Linked DNA regions of Rattus norvegicus: region 2 is linked to region 1. The links are chromatin contacts, called in public Hi-C maps. All regions are on one chromosome and are shown on one strand. The core of a region is the stretch at or near the end of the contact, and the rest is flanking DNA. Distances in the headings are between cores, read along the strand shown.

Region 1 (3,580 bases), core at 625-3,124:
GGGGCTACATTATGATCTGTAAATGAATAGTATCGCTTAGAACAAACACTTCATATATCTTTTATCTTCCCCTGCACACAGTTCTGAGTTTTTCTTTGAAATCCTTGCTCTACTTTTCCACATAAGTCATCAGAATGTTTCCAAAGAATTTTAACTGCCAGATTAATTATATCTTACAAACAAAGATAGATTACTTACATTCTTTTTTCAGAATCCCTGCCAGTATGGCGCAACTGGCAACAAATTAATCTCGTTTGCAACCCTACAAAATGTTTTGCTAGGAAAAGGCCTGGAAGGTAAATGGATCCTTTTTAAAAAAAAAAAAAATCAGGTTGCTCATTCTGAAAGGCTAATCCGTAAGCAAAGAACAGAGGATTAAATGAATCTAACTACTCCCCAAACTTGTTCTTTCTTTTTGTTTTTTTTTTTCTCCTTGTTTTTTTTTTTCTCCCTTCGTCTTAACAACTAGGTTATAGCCCTCTGTTAATGGATTCAGTTAATTAAGTATTACTGTGACCTAGTGGCAATTTCTGAAATCCAGAGAATTTTTCCCTCTTTAAGGTCTGCCTCCCCCACAGGGCCGGGTGTAATCTGTTTGCAGAGTCTGTGGATGTCAGCCTTGCTTCCCTTACAAGCTTCGAGAATGTTTTAATAAATTTATCAACCGAAAAATATTACAAACATTTCATTTCCTTTGACTCAGGCAACACAGACACACAGACACACAGACACACACACACACACACACACACACACACACACACACACACACACACACACACCACTGCCTTCGTTGCAAATTCTTGCCAGTATGAATCACCCTAAGTAATATTTGCTTTAACTTTAGTGTGGTTCAACAAACAACTTTTATATGGCTGGACTTCAAAGAGAGGAGAAATGAAGGTTGGAAATAAGATAGGCGTAATCTATTATTAGGCATGAAACACTAAACCACTTTTAGCTATAACTCTAAAAACCTGCATGATCTAGGTTTTTTTAACGTAATGCATATTTATCGTGCCTCCGCTCACACAAGCGTTTATCTCCCCGTGTTTGCGAGAGAAATACTTTCCACTGTAGCGTGGGCCACTACTTGGCTTAATTTTTTCTAATATTTAATTTAGAAGGGGGGGGAAATGGTAATATTATAACAGGATTCTCATGTGTCCCGGCCAAAAATACTTAGTGTTCCTCTTTGAGTAAAATTAATCTGTTACCAGTTCCCTGACCTGCAAGTCAGGTTTCAGTAAAATAGGCATTGAGGGAGGAGGGGAGAGGGAGGGGTAAGCTAGGCTGGGCAGAGAGATAAGATCTCTTTCTTTGATTAAGGGGGGGTGGTGGCTGGGGTGGGGGGGAGCTAAAAAGAATGCCTCAACCCAGCCGTGCCTTCCAAAGGCAGAAAATAAGCTGAGAGTGTATCTCAGAGTGGTAATGGTTGAAGACATTTATTAGCTCCGTCCATAACAACAGTCGCTGCAGGGACAGTAATTGTTAAAATCTGTTCTGCAATTATTTCTTTAATGGCGGGGGTGTGGGGGCGGGGCAGGGGTGGGGGTTCCAGCTCCTCACTTCTCTCCTTCACCCTCCACAAACATTGGCACTGAAAGAAAAAAAAAAAATCTAATGTTATGAAATAAGTCAGATGTCAGGAGAGAGAGCTTGTAGCTCAAGAGAACACGAGACAGCACGGGGAAATGTATGCATGCACAGAAACAAAAACACCATCGGTAACATTTTGTTCTTGATTAAATTTGCGCTCCCTAATACAGTAGATTAAAAATAAGTCCAACTGTTAAACACATTAGTGTTCAGCTATGGTTCTGGTGCCAGAAAAACAGATACTACTCCAGACCCGGCCTCTCTCTGCTAGACTTTAGGAGCCAGGGGAAATCTGACGCCCCTAGAAACCTGAGCCCCAAAGTCCATCTGGGACCCTGCAGTTTGGGGATTCCTTATTTTCGTCTGGTGATGAAATCTCAGAACCATCTTAATATTTTCTCACACTGGGTCAAAACCTCGGCATCTCTCAGCGAGGCTGTAAGAAAATACGGGCTAGGAAAATGGAGGATGAATTGCTAATGGCTGTAGTCAAGACACGCCGGAAGGAATATTAAATTCAGTTGTTCTTTTAAAAAGAATTGTAAGCCATGACCTCGCCCCAACTCCCGAAGAATTTTAAGAGACTGGAGACGGGGTCCCACAGTTCAGAGTGCATAGGTCTCCTGCAGCAGATCCAAATTTGGTTCTCAGCACCCATCAGAAGCCTCCCAACTGCCTGTAACTCCTTCTGAGGGTCCGATGTGCCCTCTTCTGGATGCACAGGTCTCTTCCCTAACACATGCACACAACTACACACACATACATACACATACATACACATACACACACATACATACACAGCATTAAAAACAAAATAAATCTCTTTCATATACAAAAATGACTATTTAATGGGAGCAGAATTTTTTGGAGTGTGTCCTCAGAATTTTGGAGTGTGTGACACTCTAGAGATCATGGCTGACTTGTCTAGCAGATGGTGTTCAGTGAAGTTGGAAAGAGCGTCTGGCCAAATTCATGCTGGGCAGGCCCGACATTGCTGGACATAGAATGTAAACATTGGCTTCCCCAGGTCTGCCCATTGCTGTGGAAGCACATGACCCTTTAAATAAATTCAAAAAGGAAAAACTGGCTTCCAGAGAGATAGCTCGGCAGTTAAGTTAAAAGGACTCAAGTTCATCTACATCGGTGTGTGACCAATCAGCTGTAACTCCAGCTCCAGGGAGACCTGCTACCTCTGGCCTCTGTGGGCACCTGACTTCTTTGTGTGTGTGTGTGTGTGTGTGTGTGTGTGTGTGTGTGTGTGTGTCCCCGTGCACTCACTTGCACGTGTATGTGAACACGCATGTGTGTGTGTGGGTACACACGCTCATGCACAGATAAACATTTAAAACTGTTGTATTTAAAAAAGAAAATTAAACTAGTAGACTGAAATCTAATACATTTTCCAGATAATTACGTTAATATTTTTTTTACCTAAATGGTGCTATTTTTCTCTGCATTTTCTTCCAGCATGTATCTTTTGTAGTAACACAAATTCCAGCTCTCATTCCTCACTCCCTCTTCCCACAGACCCCCCCTTTCCTCTGCCCCACCCCTAACATATTTTTCTGGTCTTTGGTCACTCTAGCTTAATAGGTTACCTGTTGCTGGCACTCCATTTCACCCAGATGTGGTATTTTCTGCTGTGACGTGCTCTCTGGAAGCAGAGGGGGATGGGGCTGTAACATCTGTAAATTTACGAAGTAATAATTTCCCAAAAGCAATGCAGATAGCTTCAGATATTGCCAGGAAGGGAAAAAAAAACAGTTAATTGAAACTATTTGGGGCATGCAGTATTGAACAATGAAACGGTTTCCGAGCAACACATATCTAAATGTGGCTTGCCAAAGACCTGCACACATTTAATTTGTTCTACAAATTTGGTTAACCCAATAAAGTGTAAACATCAAACACTGGCCATAGAGAGCATTAAACATTAACCAACGGAGACCTTAAAGACTTAGGCAGAACATGCAAAAATAAA
Region 2 (3,631 bases), core at 438-2,937, 180 kb after region 1:
ACACTGGAAGGCCTTGCAGACATAATTGTGTATTATGTCTTCCCTTTAAACTCACAGAAGTGGGGTGAGTGCTAGGGCGTTAAATAGCACCCAGCCTCCATATCTGAAGGAAGCTCTCTCTATGGCCAATGCTCCTAATCAGGGGTTCCACACAGCAGGTGACAACTCTTAATTCACCTTCAGACTTAAACCATCTCCATGACAACTCTATGGTATTTCACATCTTCCAGCCATGACCTGGTGACATTCGGCGTTAATGAGATTGGCAGGTTAGGCTGTGACTGTGTTTACCTCTTTGTGTGTTACTAGACTTAGAGTTCACCCACTACCATCCAGAGCCAAGCTTCGCTCTTATCAGGATAGGTGCCTGGTTGACACATCTCCGAACCTATTAGAAGGGACATTCTTCAGTGTTGGCAGTCCTTAACCACCCTTGCTGATATGTATTCCTTATAGCACTCTGGCTATACCACCCTCCCATTTCAGCCCCACTTTTGGACCAACCAGGCAGCTCAGAGATTTGGGGCTTTGTCTTGGAAGCTCCTCCATCAATCAGAATTCCAAATTGACGTCGTTAAGGTCCCCGGAGGTGTTGAGGGTCCCGGGATCCAGCAATTATGGTGAATAAAAACCTTGCAGCTAGGGAGGGTGAATGCCAGAATTCCCAACTACTAACGGTGGAAAAGGGAAGTGGTTTGTGTTAGAGTATGGTCATATTCTCCTGATTAAACCCACTCAAAAAAAAAAAAAAAAGACAACACTGTAATATTTTCCAATGACTGTTTATCATGAATTACGTCAGCCTTCATTTAAGTTGCTATTATTTCTCCTTAATGCTTCTCTGGTGCCTACATAATTTACCACGCTGGCAGCCTTGGGACTATGAAATAAGCTTTCATAGTGTCCGTCGCGGCGTAGGGTTTTTTTTTTCCTTGGGGGGGGGTTGTTGTTGTTAATTATTATAAAACTCCTTTAACTTTTTACAAAGTGACATAAAATATTGTTGAGGTATTTATGGCTCAAACTACTTTTACATGGCTCTATTTTGCTTCTGGCTAGTTCTTAACTAAAGCAATCATTTGTGGTTATTAGAGCTGCCAGAGAAATTATGTCAGAGCCAGTTTAAGAGCATTATTATGTATCATGTATCACATGTCAGTACTTGAGGCTGCCTTTCAAAAAAAAAAAAAACAAAAGCATAATTTTCATTTGTGTTCCTTCATGGATCAGTGATTTATAAGCTAACCGGTGTGCCCATCATTCGTGAGCCTGTCTCAAACCTCCCATCATCCACTTGGAGTCTCTTTCCTGTGGATCTAAAAAAAAAAAAAAAAAAAAAATCTCTCCAAAGCAAATGTTGGCAAAGGTTGAGTTCCAGGCCAAGATTTGTTTCTAGGGAGTCACGGAATTAGCTGGAACTGCTTAATGGCCCGTGGCTAGGCTAGTTCTGAGTCCCTGAGTGTGTGGTTTTTCTGTGTAGATTTCCTAAGCATTGGGACCAATGATTAGGACTTCTGAAGGGTGGGAGGGGGAAACAGTTCCCACTCAGGGATGACCCTGCCTCAGATACTCAAATAGGCTACCCCTGCTTTCTAAAGATGGTTCCTGGGTGAAGGACATTATATGGAGAGAGGCAGAGAACCAGTTTCGTGGTTCTACAAAGCTGCCCTTCCAAGCAAACTTTCTATTAATACGTCGCTCTGCTGAGCTGCAAATACTGCGCATTCCCCTCCTTGCTTATTTAAAGCAAGAGAGGAAGGGCGTGCCAGAGCATTCTACCAGGAACGAAAACACATTAATGACTCATGTGAACAATTACTGATTTTCTTAACCTATAATTTCTTAATTACCGTCAACCAAAATAATTTGCATGATAATATCCTCAAGCCCCTCCTCGCCAGTGGTGTTTCCCAGTTTGAGCTTGGGGATCAAAGAGTCTGTTTGATCAATAATCAGGGAAATTTAACTCCTTCCTTCTGACCAGATCTACAGGATGCTGACTGGGGATATCTTCCGCAATAATCACCTCTGACACAATGGGAAAAAAAAAAAAAAAAAGCTCTCCAGTCAAGTAAACAGTTCTGGAAAGAGCTTGGGGCCATTTTCTTTAGCTTGAATTCAAGGAGGAAATTGTGACTTTTGTGAAACTTGCATAAATTTACATGTATCCTGTCAGAGTTTTAAAATTAGACAACATGCCTGAGTGCCCTGGAAATGAGTCTGCCATCCAGATTTAGAGAGCTTTTAGCTTTTTTAATTAAAGACATTTCACAAGCCAACACCAGAGAGGGAGAGAATTAAGTATTACATAAGAGCACAGCAACCTTGGAGATTTAGTGAGTGAATATTACGGATTTAGAGAAGGAGATAAAAGGTGCGAAGGGAGTGGTTACGGGGAATTTTCTGCAATCCTTTTTTTAACTGTTAAAAAAAAATTTTTTTTTTTCAGAGAAGCGAAAAGGCCAAGCTGCCATTTGCTGCAGGCCTCGTTCTGGAACCGGTTCAAAGCTCACAGAACCGACTGTGGGGTTGTGGTGGTTGTTAATGAGCACTCACGGCAGTGCGCTAGGATCATGGATTTGTTATGAATAGATGTATTCAGATATATTCACATGCGTATATTTGTATATGTATATGAAATTCATGTATACATATATGTGTGCTTGTATATATATACATATATACATATGTGTATGTATATATGTGTGTATACATATGTATGTGTGTATATATACATATATGTGTATGTATATGTGTGTATATATATACATATGTGTGTATATATACACATATGTGTGCGTGTATATATGTGTGTGTATATATGTGTGTATGTATATATACATTATATGTGTATATGTATATATAAATATATGTGTGTGTACATACATATGTATGTGGGTATATATACATATATGTGTATATATACATATGTGTGTATATATGTATATGTATATATATGTGTGTATATACATATGTATGTGTGTATACATACATATATGTGTATATACATACACATATGTGTGTATATATGTGTATGTATATATGTGTATGTGTATATATACATATATGTGTGTGTATATATACTTATATGTGTGTATGTATGCATGTGTGTATGTATATATACATATGTGTATATATGTATATATATGTATGGGGTTCAGAAGACAGAAGACAAGACTTGTTGCCACAGCAGATCATGAAAACCCCAAACAATCACTGCAATAACCACATTTATGCTGCTCAGCCCCACATCCCACAAACCTCCTCTCTGAATGCCTTGATAACAGCTGATAATGAAATACTGTTATTGAACATGTTAAACCACTTAAAGGAACTTAGACTAAATACTGTCAGCTCACGTTTGCCTTCCTGGCGTGGTGTTCATTTATTGAGAAACTTGGAATGCTCAACATCTGGGCATAGCTCGGTGCACGTGAAGCCATCTTTAAAATGTGTATATTTCAGAATTTCTTTAGCTGTATTTATTTAGAAATCTGGGAAAACTCTGTAAACATGTTGGAGGATATGTGCAGCATTTGAATATGAAAGAGAAAGTCGGGCCTAATTGAAAACCTAAATTTCGTTTTCTATAAACGCTACTCTGCCGGAAAGATACGCTTCTAGGGTTAGA

What was found. Hi-C and Micro-C count contacts between places; a contact is called where the count stands out from the background.
Region 2: a contact with region 1 is called in a Hi-C map of the A7r5 cell line, with 2.8 times the contacts expected there. The contact joins two enhancer-like sites. A contact is called at or near these places in 3 of 12 Hi-C or Micro-C datasets (the A7r5 cell line, the Rat2 cell line and kidney).

The regions. Positions count from the first base shown.
Region 1 is chr20:20,233,972-20,237,551 of GRCr8, forward strand. LOC102546554 (a long non-coding RNA gene) reads right to left here. Exons shown (of 4, transcript XR_005497640.2): 3 at 3,198-3,253; 4 at 1-1,600. Among named protein-coding and RNA genes, the nearest start is that of Trnaa-agc57, 47 kb to the right of the region's middle. Within about 2 kb of position 1,875, at least 20 of the 93 cell types and tissues checked have an H3K27ac peak or open chromatin away from gene starts, as enhancers often do. A contact at or near this core is called in the A7r5 cell line, where this site is marked.
Region 2 is chr20:20,411,849-20,415,479 of GRCr8, forward strand. The region is part of intron 4 of Arid5b (AT-rich interaction domain 5B); the gene reads left to right. Among named protein-coding and RNA genes, the nearest start is that of Arid5b, 110 kb to the left of the region's middle. Within about 2 kb of position 1,688, at least 33 of the 93 cell types and tissues checked have an H3K27ac peak or open chromatin away from gene starts, as enhancers often do. A contact at or near this core is called in the A7r5 cell line, where this site is marked.